Regions from separate parts of the Mus musculus genome. Here region 1 is linked to region 2. The links are chromatin contacts, called in public HiChIP or PLAC-seq maps. All regions are on one chromosome and are shown on one strand. Each heading gives the region's core, a stretch centred on a gene start, on an enhancer-like site or on the middle of the called end of the contact. The rest is flanking DNA. Distances are from core to core; before and after follow the strand shown. Region 1 overlaps Mbnl1 (muscleblind like splicing factor 1). Region 2 has its middle 16 kb from the start of Gm33650.

The links. HiChIP or PLAC-seq counts read pairs in DNA pulled down with a chosen protein or histone mark.
Region 1: a FOXA1 HiChIP or PLAC-seq map of pancreatic cancer cells shows a contact between it and region 2. The contact joins two enhancer-like sites. A contact is called at or near these places in 1 of 15 datasets of contacts at CTCF or cohesin (CD8 T cells) and 2 of 115 datasets of contacts at active chromatin or transcription factors (effector CD8 T cells and pancreatic cancer cells).

The regions. Positions count from the first base shown.
Region 1 is chr3:60,573,598-60,580,378 of GRCm38.p6, reverse strand. All of the region lies in intron 2 of Mbnl1 (muscleblind like splicing factor 1), which reads right to left. Among named protein-coding and RNA genes, the nearest start is that of Mbnl1, 76 kb to the right of the region's middle. Within about 2 kb of position 3,843, at least 86 of the 459 cell types and tissues checked have an H3K27ac peak or open chromatin away from gene starts, as enhancers often do. A contact at or near this core is called in pancreatic cancer cells, where this site is marked.
Region 2 is chr3:60,321,602-60,328,497 of GRCm38.p6, reverse strand. No RefSeq gene overlaps it. Among named protein-coding and RNA genes, the nearest start is that of Gm33650, 16 kb to the right of the region's middle. Within about 2 kb of position 3,192, at least 9 of the 459 cell types and tissues checked have an H3K27ac peak or open chromatin away from gene starts, as enhancers often do. A contact at or near this core is called in pancreatic cancer cells, where this site is marked.

The DNA.
Region 1 (6,781 bases), core at 2,594-5,093, 250 kb before region 2:
GGAGAGTCAAGTCTGCAGCTTCGTTTGCTTAGGAAAGGCAAGACCCCTTGAAAGGGAGGGATCCATTTGTGCTCCCACCCAGAGCTTTCAGGACCAGATGTATAAACTGAGGGTTTAGGCACTAGATTTATAAACTAAAGACTTGACTACTCCGAAGTGTTGTTGATGGAAAGACTTTAATTGTAGATACGAAGAAGGACACAGCCAAAGGCATCTGAAAGAGTCCAGACCACAAGAGGAACAGAGAGGGAGAGAGGGAAGCTGAAAGAGGGAAGCCCAGGAGTTGGAGTTTAAAGCAGGAGGTAGGATCAGAAGCGCTGAAAAGAGCCATGAATAGTTGTGCTGCTATACTGAAAGAGCCTAAAGGCCAGCACTGGTTTTGGTTGGTCAACAGTCAACACCCATTGGCCATTTGTCCCTTGACATTGACAGGAAATGGCTCCTTTGGTAGAGAGAATGAGCGCCATATTTTGGGAGAATGGAGCTTCCTAAAACCTGATACTATAAAGAGAAATGACTTTGCTACCCCTGCCACGTATAAATTTCAATTCTCTCCATTACGAACAGATACACTTTTAAAAAACAAAATTATGGGACTCAATGATTCTGTGTTTGTATCCATGCTCAGTAAAAGAAGCTAAAGTTTGTGATTCATTGAGATGACAGTAGAGACTGGCAATACTTTATTACCAATTTTCTAAATTTTCCTTGCCTACCAAAATAGAATTGGAATGAATTCCTCAGAATTTTCAAAATGTGCTCTACTATGAGCCTATGAGGTGGGGGTGGGAAGGGACAGACATTCAGCTCGCCTCGTGCAACTGTGTGCTATTTCTCATTGCTTCCAATTACGATGCCAACACCTCATTGGTCAATTTGCTTTTCTGGCTCTCACATATACTCTGTAACGCCCTGAAGTGTGTAAGGGTGTTTTCTTGGAGACTGTCATGGTGCTCATGCCTGGCCCATGCTTAACAGTATGCTATAAAAGCAAAACAATATCGACAAGAGCTAAAGGCAGCGAATAAGTGAGTCCTTCAAGGTGGTCAGCTCTCCTAGACTTCTGGAGCTAGATGAAAAGTTATGATCCCTTGATGATAGTCTAAGGTCCAAAGAAGCAAGTGTTCTAATGCAAATGACAAGGTCAAAGGGAGGAATGCTCATTGGTATGAGAAGTTGGAAAAAAGAAATGGAAATGTAGGAGAAAGGCAGGAATTCAACAGTAGCTTTGAATACTGAACAAATCTGAAACAGTAACCCAGCACACACTTCCATGAAGACATTATTTTTTAAACACGGACCGCTCTTCTTCATTTTGATTCCTTAAAACTGATATGGGGATAAATTCTAATAGTGGGGTTCAAAGAAGCAAAAATAGGAACATAAATTTAAAAACTAATCCTGCACTTTCCTACCTGTGACTCTGTTGTACTTATTACTTAGTCCTTTGCCCCTCAGTGTCCTCATGAACAAAATGGTAATAACTATATTATCTATCTACTAAGGCAACAAGGGTACATTTCAGTGAAATTTTGTGGGCAGCCCTTGGTTCAGCATGCAGCAGTGGGAGAATGCCAGGAGATGTGGCAGTGTTTATGGTAGGCAGGTTTATCTGCATTTGTTGGATGCTTTCAGTCTCAGTCTGGAAACCTTCAGGCTGTTCTGCCTCAACCGGAACTTTATACAAAGTACGGTTTTCTATTCTACTCTGAAGAGGTCTAGACAAGGATATTTTGGTCCTGTCCTAAAACTCTTTCACAAAGGAGTCCAATCTGATAAGATTGTTACTGATGGTTGGCTATGTTTCCCTAATATAAAAAGAGAAACAGCATTTCATTTCCAAACACTTGATTTCACCCTAAATACCTAAATGTTACAGGTGAGCTTATATGCATGTGCATATGTGCACCAGGGCTTGTGTGTACAGAGGAATGGCATCAGTGTCTCATGGCATAATAGGGTGTGTGTAGAGACTGAGCGCCATTCAAGATCTAAAAATATGAAAAATACATTTCCTATCAATATGGGAAAACAAATGCAACTAAATTAGGCTAGCAACAAGAAAAAGTATACCATTACATTTTATACCACACACCTGTTTCTAGACCCTTTGAAACTCATTGCCTGCTCACCTTCATCCTTCATCATTCAATTAGAACATGTTTGGTGATTAAGAAAGCTCTTTAATAATTCAGCTAATTTATCTGTCACAGAACTGTAGGTCAGCAGATGTACTTCATGTGTACCTGACGAAACCATCAGTAAAGGGTCCAGATGTACAGCTGTCTAGCCTGCTGCGTCTGGAGCTATAACCCTGCCCATTTTGGAGACATTGATTTTCCTCCTCTCCCTAACAGTACTTGCAAGCAGTAATGCTCAAAGTCAGACTGGCTTGGATAAAGATGTAACAGCAGGAAATCTGACAATTCCCAAAACGAGAGATCTGCTCTCAGCACGGGAACTGCTGGAGAATACAGAAGGAGGCTGGCTATGTTGCTGCTCTGAGCTATTAGACAGGGTTGGTGAGGGTTAAAAATCCAAAGATCAGAATTCTACTGATGACAGAATGATGCTACAAACCTTTCTGCACTAATTTCTCAAGTGCTGTTTGTATAGTCTGGTTATGAAAAGAACCTTGATAATTCGGTGTAGTGTATCCCCCAGATCTCTAAACATTCCTAAATGGACAAATCCCCTCCACTTCATCAGGGTTGCTGTCTACCTGAACAAACAAAGACACACTGAGGCAGACAGACAAGGAGGTGTGCAAGGCCAACTCAGAGAGCTTTAATTTTCCTCTTAAGCAGCAACACGGTTAATTATGTCATGAATCTTTGGTATTCTTTTAAATATTTAAAACCAGACAGCTAAAGTATAGATTTATAAATAATCTAAAAGAATTCTACTGACCACAGAATGATGCTCAAAGCTTGTGGCTCTGAGCACACTTCACTCCACAGATGTTATAGCCCACCTCATCTCCACTACTTTCTGAATTCCTCTGTACAATGGGCTTTTCAGATGATTCAACAGTTTATTAGTTGATAACACATTTTATTTTTCTTAGACTACTGGAGATAATGCATAAGTCCTATCAACCTATAAAATATGAATATTTATACACATACTGGTGCTATAATTATTCAGAAAGCATGTGGATTAGAAGAGTAAAATGAAACCTGATTGAAATACTCAGCTATAAAAGTTTCCTACGACTTCTGATAAAAGGGAAAAAAAAATCCAAAAATGCCATGGACCAATTCAGAAAGGAACACCTTTTCAGAACATCTGCAGTGGTGCAGAGTAGCTAAAGTGAGTGGCTACAATTACTCTCTACTAAACAGGCATGGCTTCTTAGAGGGAAGTAGTTATTTTATCCTTGAGCATTCTAATTTTTACATTACAACTTTCATACTGAAAGTCTTTACCGCAGACAGGCTCCTTCTTTCCAAGGATTTGCTTTGTTAGCTTTCATCTAATAGCAATTCTGCATCCAACACCAACTGCCGTACTGCTTTGTGTGCGGTGCAGGGTTATGCTACTGCAGGGCTCTAAAAATAGCAAAGGCAAAAAATAAAGACGTCCACCGTCGCCTGGAATAGCTTAAAAACTGAAGCTTTCAGATAAACCTCTCTGAAATTATTTTACAAGACATAACACCTGATTCCTTGCTATAAAACAGCTCCTCCTTCGTTATATAATATTGAAATCACCCTAGAGATTCATAGTTCTCTTTAGAACTACAGCCTATTAAAGTTATACTAAGTCTGGGGAGGAGTCAGAACCCAAGCCGCATGGGCCTGCTGTGTCTGTTTACCTAATCTATTTTTATAACACTGCAGTAGCCAAATCCAACTTACCCAGTACCTGCTTCAACATTGTGCACCACACTGATTCAAGAGACAGTATGTGTACGATGAGCAAAGAAAACTGTGTTTCTGATATATCAGTCTAGCTTATTCTGTTACAGTCAAGAATCACCCAGAACCCTGCTTAAATGGATTTGGGGGATTTTCAAACACTGTTTTCTTTCTTTCTTGCTTGCTTGCTTGCTTGCTTTCTTTCTCTCTCTCCCTTTCTCTCTCTCTCTCTCTCCTTCCTTCCTTCTTTCTCTCTTTTGTCCTTCCTTCCCTCCTTCCTTCCTTTCTTCCTTTTCAGTTAAGAAAGGCTGTCACCTACTTGTAAGCTCAGACAAAAATACCAATCCTCACTGGCTTCTTGACACAGGAAGGGTGTCGAGAAAGACACATAATTGCCACAGCAACCAACCACGAAAACACAGTACAGAAAATTAACAAATGAAATCAACCCTGGCCCATGAACATGTTTCCTGTCAAAGAGCACAGTTAAGTCTAACTTTTACTATGTGAAGCATTTCTGACAATTCCATATACCCAAGAAAAATAGGCTGGAGAGTACTAGCAGAATAGAATTTGCCAATTAAAAAACGTTGCCATAGAAACTGAATTTAATATATTCTAAGACAAATATGAACAGGTTATGCTATCTCTTCCATCATTTACACTTGGACATAAAACGTGAAAAAAAAAAAAAAAAACACGATCACAGAAAAAGGTGTAGCTCCCTGAGGGAGCATCAAACACATTCTCTTATTCATAGGAAAACAACCAAAAAAATGAGCAATGTACTGTTCCTTGCATTTCTTGGAGGTTAATCGACTAATATACCACTGCAGTGTGTGGTATGATATTTTCCCATGAAATTGAGCTCTTTTCTTCCAAAGCACTTTATAAAAGTGTCCAGAGAGTAGTCCTTTAGAACCACCCTGCCTCCAGGGAAAGATCACTACAGAGTATTCTTTGACATTCTAAACATTCTAAATACCACATGTTAAAAATATTTTGAGTGTATCACTCTATGTTCCTGACTGATGACTCAAGGCATTAAACAACATAGAACAGGCCAGATGACCATGGACATCCCCAGGATGGGATATGGTGGACTACTCTGTCTTTTTTATTACTATTTTACTAGCACAGACCATGACAAAAATGCTAGACAGAGACATGGTGCATAGTCACTGGGTAGTGAACAACACTGAGAGGATGGACACGCTAACTTGCTTAATTTAACTCATGCATGTGGAATTCAGACCACACTATTACACACCACCTCAAAAAACAACTGGAAATTGTCAACAGCTTTATAAGTATAAGGCTTCAAACTCTTCATGATATACCTGTATCCCAGAACACATGCAATTCTCTGTACAGCAACGTGCACCAAAGAGCTGTCTTTAGGAGGACTGTAAACAAGCTTGGTATAAACAAGCTTGGAGGCGTTGCTTGGCTGTTTGTTCCAAGGCAGCAGCTCTTCCAGAGAGATGAGAAACCTCTGTTGATCTGGTAACAATGGATCCTTCAGAGGAGCTCAGCTAGTGCAATACAATGTATCCCCTACTCATGAAACAGTACTTCTCTGTGGGCAAACTTTACAGATTTCTTCTATTTTCAGAATAATATCTGGCTCTGCACAGGACTTACTAACAGTTCTGAAGCAAGCGTTTACATATGGTGTCACTCCTAAGACATAAGACATGTGGCATTAGATAATTTGGCAGACCCTTAGCACCTTTTAACCACAGCTGTGTCTTCACAAGGGACTTGGTGTACTTTGAAGAATCCCAGGTATCGGTTGGTACTAAATTCTACCCCCTTTTACAATCTGTTGGTAATCAGGGCTCACTGATATCAAGAGCAGAGACAAGAATCTGCATGGGTAACTGAGGAGCTATGGGGAACAGTGCAGACACTGGTGCCAAATCCGAAGGCTAGGGCTACCTTCTAGGAACCTTTGCTTCTTTTGTCCAGGGCAGCCACCAAGCAGCTCTAGGCTGTGAGTCAGTGCGTCCTTGCCATGTAACTGAGAAGCAGTCCTCTAGAATGAGGCAACTTAGAGTTGTGAGGACACCTTGTAAGTATGGAATGATCCTTGAGGGAAAGTCCTGTTTCCTTGTCCAGAACGCACAAACCAGCAATAAAATGGAACTGAACACAATGCTCAAAGATAAGGAAAGCTGACTTTAAGAGATAAGGAAACACCAGGGGAAGACTAGCCCTTGCTCGAGCACTGATGCAGCAAGGAGAAATATCAGAACAGACGCGGCCTGTGAGCTTCCTGCCATGGAAGACAACGTGTAACACATGGGAAGCGCCGTAAAGTTAAAACGAGCCTCATCCGTGTTAGATTTTTAACATTTCCTTTTCTTTTCCATACTTCAGATTACTTGAAGATCTAGAGGCAGAGAAACCCTAGCTCCATTTTATCTCTCATTATTCTACCCAGCACAATGTGCTTTCTCTAGCTTTTGTCCCCTTTGATGCTACATGACCTGACATCAAACAAGCAACAACTACTGGATGTACAATATATGTTTTTGTATAGTTTATTAGGATTTTGGCAAAGAAAAAGTTTCCTTTGGTTTTATAACTTCTTGAACATATTTAATTTAGCAATGGATCAGATGAGTGGAAAGCTAGCTTCCTTTCCTCTCCCACCATTTGTCTGATATCAGAGAGAGAAAATGGAAGGAGGCCCTGATTGCCAAGTAGGGTGAAAGATGAAGGACTTGGTGCACAGGCTTGCTGACTTGGTTATCATCACTTCTGCTCACTAAACATGCCTAAATATACTTTCCTTGTAGAAAGTAAGGTAGGGCTAAGTTACACTAACTACTTCGTTACTTAAAGTGGTCAATTAACAAACATACCACGGAAGTCCCTAGAAACCCTGCTTCCTGCACTGAAGCAGATTAGGATGT
Region 2 (6,896 bases), core at 1,943-4,442:
AATGTCAAGGAATGTTTGCATCTAATATTCATTTAAAATATTTCTTGTAGACTTGATTTGGGGATTTAAGGACATAAACTCTTGGAGCACATTCTCTTTATCTCTGATTTTTCAATGTAATGTCATGGCATACCTAAAGAGAACTAACATGTGTTAAGAAAGAATTATATTTTATATGAAGAAACATTTGATTTTTCTCATTGAGAGCATCTATGGAACCATCTTTTAGGAGAGCTTATATTAAAATTATTTATATATACTTCCTCTACACAGGAGGCTCATTGTATTTAAAGTTAAAAATATAGTTGATTTAGAATCACTATGCTTTTTTGTTTTTAGAAAGAAAATTTTAAAAAGACATATTAACTTCCTATTATCTATCTGTCTGACTGTCTTATATATCTATCTAACTATCTACCTTCCACATAGAGAATTAGGATATGTCTGGGACACCCTAAACCTATTACTGATAATATAGTGATAACACACAATGAACAACTCTTCTTTGGGCTGTAGCATTAGATTTTTTGAAAAGTACTTTAATAAGGATTCTTAAAGCTTCAACCTCATTTCTACCTCACTTACCAGATACAGGGGAAAAGAGAGGTTAGTAGAAAATAGGGGATGTTGACCTGTTTAGAAATAGTTCTTTGGGGCGATTCCAATTTCATTGTAAGGATATTAGCAGTCTAGTCCGAAACACCAAACACAAATCAATAGCAGCAGCTCGATCCAGAAGAAAATGTGAGGCTCCAACAAATGGACATAAGAAGCAACTGGAATACAATGAGAAGTTCTTTGGTGAGTTTTTCTCTATGAAGTTAAGACAAGCAGAGATCAGTGAAGACCAGCAAACACTACAAGGCATACTGATGCAAGAGTGTCTTCTCACTCTCTGGGATATATATATATATACTTTCTAAACACATGCCCTCTCAAACATCTGTTCCAGCAAGCCATCACATGCTCTTATACAAGACAGCTTCCAGAAATCACCACATGTCTGTTCTCAGCAAAACATCCCCTTAAAAGACAACGCTCAGAAAAACATCACATGACACAACTGAGTCTCCAAAGGAACCAGGTATTTCCACGTCACTGGGCCCCTGATTTTTCCTTTGGTTAGGCGTTTAAGGAGGATGCTGAGTTAGGTTCTTAGCACACGACACGTCTAATGACTAAACAGAATTCTCACTCATTATGCTGTTATTTGATATTAAAGAATTCTTGAAATTATTAGTGTCTTATAAAAATTTTTATTTTGAAATACCAAACAAAAATTGCAAGAATAATTTAACTAACTGCATCTTCTGTGTCATTTAAAGTAAGGAGCCAGTATGTCTTGTGAGTGTTAAATAGTTTAGTATAATACAGTCAGCTGGATATAGAGGTATATTCATGAAATCTCAGCCTTTGGGAGGTGGAGATAGGAGGATTATGAGTCTGAGAACATTCTGTGTTGCTTGGAAAGTTCTGGATTACTTAGAAATCATAGAGTGACTATCCAAGCAAATAAATAGAAAAATAAAGATTCTGACCTACATAATCACAATATCTCAAGTATTGAGAAATTTGATCTTTATAACATAACTAGAGGGTAATGTTAATTCTATTCAAATTTAGCTTACAGATTCAATATAGTTACTATTAAAGAAATGCCCAGTCTTGCATAGTACATGGCATTGGGTACCATGCTTATCTTACATTTAAGGACTTTAGCAGCCCTGTCACTGTTGAAGATTAAAGGAGTATATTTTAGATAAAATATTTCACTACGGTATTGGGCTTTTTTGTCACAGGTGGATTTATGATGTACAACTTAAGAAGAAATATAACAAAGTAACTATTCTCCTGTATTGCTCAAGTTGAACAGAATTTTGGTGACAAAAATTTGATAATTTTCTATGTTTTTTTCTATTTGTAATTAAGGTTTCCTAAGGAAGCTACTTTGAATTTAAGCAGATAAATATTCCTCACCAAAATTTTAATTTATTCATTTACATTTATTGGCACATATAGAGAAATATTTTATTTAATTTTTCATTGTATTTGATCTTAAAATTCCACATTTCTTCAGTGGGCTCCCTAAAGGTACTTTTGTTGTGTTTTATTGGCATTTCCCATTATTTTCTGGATGTTTTACCTGTTAAAATATAACAAATTAGTCTGGGCTCATCTTGCACTTTCTCGGACCAACCTTTTCATAGAATCTTTTCTCCACTGATTTCTACTTTTCTTAAGGGAATATTGCTTGCCCAAATCAAGGTCTAAGTGCTAGAGATGCTCTTTGCTATTGGAGAGAAACCATTCTGGTGTTCTCAGTGGAGAGAGCTAAGGTAGAGAGACACAGACACATAGACACACGATGTCCCTCTCCTCTCCTCTCCTCTCCTCTCCTCTCCTCTCCTCTCCTCTCCTCTCCTCTCCTCTCCTCTCCTCTCCTCTCCTCTCCTCTCCTCTCCTCTCCTCTCCTCTCCTCTCCTCTCCTCTCCTCTCCTCTCTTCTTCTTTCCTTCCTCCTTCCTTCCCTCCTTGATTCTCTCAATTTATACCCCTTCTCCCTTCCTCCCTTTGTCTCACTCTTTAAGTTGAGACAAAATCTTGCTGTGAATGTGTAGTCAGGTTCCTTCAGTCTTGTGGCTTGACTCTTGTCCTCATACCTTAGTTGTCTGAGTGTTGATAGTTATCATCCTGATTTGGGTAAGTGTCTTTCACTAAAAGTTGTGGCATAAATACAAAGACAGATAGTTAGGGTTATGGAATGGTCAGTATTTTGGAAAACTCTAGATTATATTTCACTCCTAAGAGTGAAGCTTGCTTCAGGTGCCCATATACCACACAACTATAAACTCCAGAAGATGCTGTCACCAGTAGCTTAAATATGCAACAGCAATAAAATGAAATGTTCTTTTAAGTAGAGATAGAGATCCCTAACAAATTTCATTGTATACATTTATTTTCTTTGCCCTTTATATTTTTAATATGGAGTTGTTCCTACTGGAGTGAATCAGGATGCTTTGCAGGCCTAAAATCTGATGATCTGATTCCTTAAGGTGTGCACTATGATGTGAACGTGAAATGCCCTATACGTTCATGCATCTGAATACTTTGTCCCCAGATTACAGCACCGTTCCAGAAAGTTGTAGGATTTTGAGGAGTTTGAGACTTGTTCAAGGAACTGGGAATGAGCAAGCCTTGAGGACTTACAACCTAGTTTCAATATTTGTTCAATCTGATTCCTGACTGTAGATGTAATGTTATAAACAATCTTGGGCTTCTGCCATCATGGCTTTCCTGTCATAAAACTGTATCACTGGGAACTATAAGCCAATATAAAGCTTTCTTCCCTTAAGTTGCTTCTTTTATTGTACTTGGTTATAGCAATGAGAAAAGTAACTAATAAAATATGTCTCCTCCTCCTCCTCCTCCTCCTCCTTTTCATTTCCTCTTCTAACTGCTCCTTCTCCTTGTTGGGTTTTTTGAGACAATATTTTTCTGTGCAACTTTGGCTGTTCTGGAACTCACTCAAACTCAGAGATATGCCTAACTCTGCGTTGAAGGTACTGGAATTAAATGCATGCACTACCACCACCGAACATAAATTATATATATGAATATGAATAATACTCCCTAATTATACCACAATGATGGCAGTGAAGAGCAGGATTATCTAAAACATTTATTTATATTTTGTTTCTTCCTGTTACTTCCACACAAATACTTGTGAAGCATTAGAATAAAAGTGAAGATAAAGAAAATTCTGTATTCTTGGGAAAGGAGACAGAATTTTATTAGCCCAAGAGGCAATATTTACAGTGGTTGAGAGCAAATACTGAGTCTTATACATATCTGGGAATAAATCCAAGCTCTGTCCTTTCCTGGATACAAAGCAATTTGTTCCAAAGCATTACCTCACCTGGAAAATAGTCCTACAATACCTAACTCACAGAGTTACTATGAAGTTGAAATGAGGCATTATGTATTGGTCTTTGAGTGTATTACATGATATTTAAGCAATCATTTGCCATTTGTAATACATTTTCTCTTCATTACATTATTTTGTGTCATTTAATCAAAAAAAAGTTACAAATTTGATGACAAACAAGTTACTAGAGTTAGGCACCAGGCCAGTAATCATGAACAGATTAACTCATTGATTTTTAAGTTTCCTATTCAAAAGCATGGCTCTAAGCCGTAGCATGAAAATAATATTTTGACTGAAGGAATGAACAAGTGATTTTATATCAGAAGCAGATCTTGATCTGGTTTCTGAAGAAACCTTGGGAAGCATGGTAGAAAATATGTTTGAAAATGTCAACAAGAGTTGTTATTATTCCCATGCCCTTTTATGTTCATGTTCATTTTTCTTTCAAAATGTGTGAGCTAATGTCTACATCAGTTTCTTAAATCGCAACTGGACTCATTGACTACTTGGCCAACTTAATGTTGCCAGGACTTTTTTTTTTTTTTTTTTTGGTAACTTTAGACACCATCACCATAGTCTCAAACTTCCTTCCAAATCTTTTGGAGTATTTATTCTTCGGTTGCCTCATCAAGACAATGAATTGTCATTCTGTGAGAAGTCCATGACACCCAAATGTTCAGGAACAAGTATTGTGCTCTCCAGCTGGGTTCTCCATTGGGAATGGTATCAATTACTAAGCAATTGTTTGCAAAGTTTGTATGACTTCAGATAACTGTAGAGTTAAGACTGAAGCCACACACAAGGCCAGTAATGAATAGTGCACAAACTGACAGCCCACAGAAGCATATGAAAAAACTACAGCCTTAGGTCAATAAATCATGTGTTTTGTTGGCAAGCCAGAGACAGACTGTGCAGTAAAGTACCAAAGTATATTTAAAACATGATCTAATGGGGATTTGGAAGAAAGTAAGCACAGAGAGTTTTTCTCTCAATGACTGTTTCCCCCAGAATCAGGGCATGGTTTGGACATAGCCAACTTTTTTGATTAATATTAATATCAATGTTTTAATAGAATTTTAGTTTCATACCTTATATTAATCAGTTAATGTTTTGGGGCTAGGCAGGTAGCTCAGTTGGTAAAATAATTGCTTGCAAGCAAATGGAGATGTGGTCAACTTCCAGAAACTATGCTAAGAAAAGCTGGTTCTGATAGTATATACTTATAATCTCAGCACTCAGAAATCTTGGATATGCACGGCGGTGGTGGCACACACCTTTAATCCCAGCACTTGGGAGGCAGAGGCAGGCAGATTTCTGAGTTCAAAGCTAGCCTGATCTACAAAGTGAGTTCCAGGACAGCCAGGGCTATACAGAGAAACCCTGTCTCCAAAATCAACCAAAAAAAAAAAAAAAAAAAAAAGTCTTGAATACAGGCAGGTTCTTGGGGCTTCCTGGCCAGCTAGCCTAGTCTGTTTGGTGATTTCCAGCACAGTGAGAGTCTCTGACTACAGGCTTTTAAAAATGTAGTGAGCACTTGGGCAAAGATACCAAAAGTTGTCCTCTGGTCTCCATGTACACATACATGTATGCCCATCTTAAAAACACATGTCTCCAGGGCCACCAGAAAAACACATGCACATATCCATACACACAGAGAATTTATTAAGATTTCAAAAGCATTGTTTAATTAAAAATGTAGAGTAAGATTTTCTTTATAATTTCTTGATGAGTATTGGAAGGTCAATTGAATTTTGCTGTTTTTCTTGTATATAATACAGGGTACTACACACACACACACACACACACACACACACACACACACACACACACACACACACACATAGGCATAGGAGGAAGAAAGAGAGAAGAGAAAAGGGAAAGAGAAATATCACGTGAGAGGAGAGCACACACGACAGGGTACCATTTTTAATTTATTTATTTTTATTCTTTAATTCTTTTTTACAGTCCATACTTCATCCCCTTCCCACTGTACCCTGACCATTCCCCATCATATAACTCCCCCCTCCCCCTGTCTCATTTTTAATCTGTCTATTTATTTTAAAATTTTTCATGCATAAAGGATAAATGTAAATGAAATAACCATGCAAAATGTACTCAAATATCATTTAATGTGGATTTTTCCCTAACAACAGAGTCTATATATCCCCTCTCTCACCTTCCCACGTTTCCAAGGATCTCCAGCCTCTATTATGTATACTTGCAAGGTCAGTTTATTGCAAATATATTGCCCAGTATATTTCAAGCTTTAGAAATATATAATGGCCACAAGCTATCATTAAAATAAGTTTCATAAAAATCATTAGCAATTGAACCAATAGAAATGGTAGAACAGTGAAGAGAATCAGGTGTGGGGACAGGAGTTTTAAAGAATTATTTGCACATGAAAGTATATAATGGGTTAAGATAGGTGTTTATAGAAGTTGATTTCATGGTATGTTTTAGCAGATTGGGAATCATGATTAAATACTTCCTCCAGAGAGGAGAGAAAACAGAGCCAAGGGTCAATGATAAAGGCTGCCTCTTATACCCAAGCTTGTAAATCTTGCTTTTCAATTCTCATTCTCTTTAGGGTGCTTGCTTCCTTGAGCATGTGGGACCTTTCTTAGAACCTGTTATTGCCCACAATTCAGTTAGTTACAATTAGATGCATAAAATGAAGAAAGACATATAACATTCTAACTACACATAGTGTTGGGAAGTTTTCAAGGAGAAAGGGCACAGACCCTTGTATCTATTCCTCATAGGTTCTGTATACCAGCTGGGCAAAACTTTTGCAGACTGGCTTGCTGTGCTTGCTCTTATCTGGACAGCAGGGCTATCTCATATGCAGTGATATCCCCCTCGGATTTATCTTTCCCCAGTGTTACCAATCCTACTATTTTCACCGCAGCATTTATTTTAAGCCTTATATTTTCTTTAACAGAATACAATGTAACATTTATACAATAATA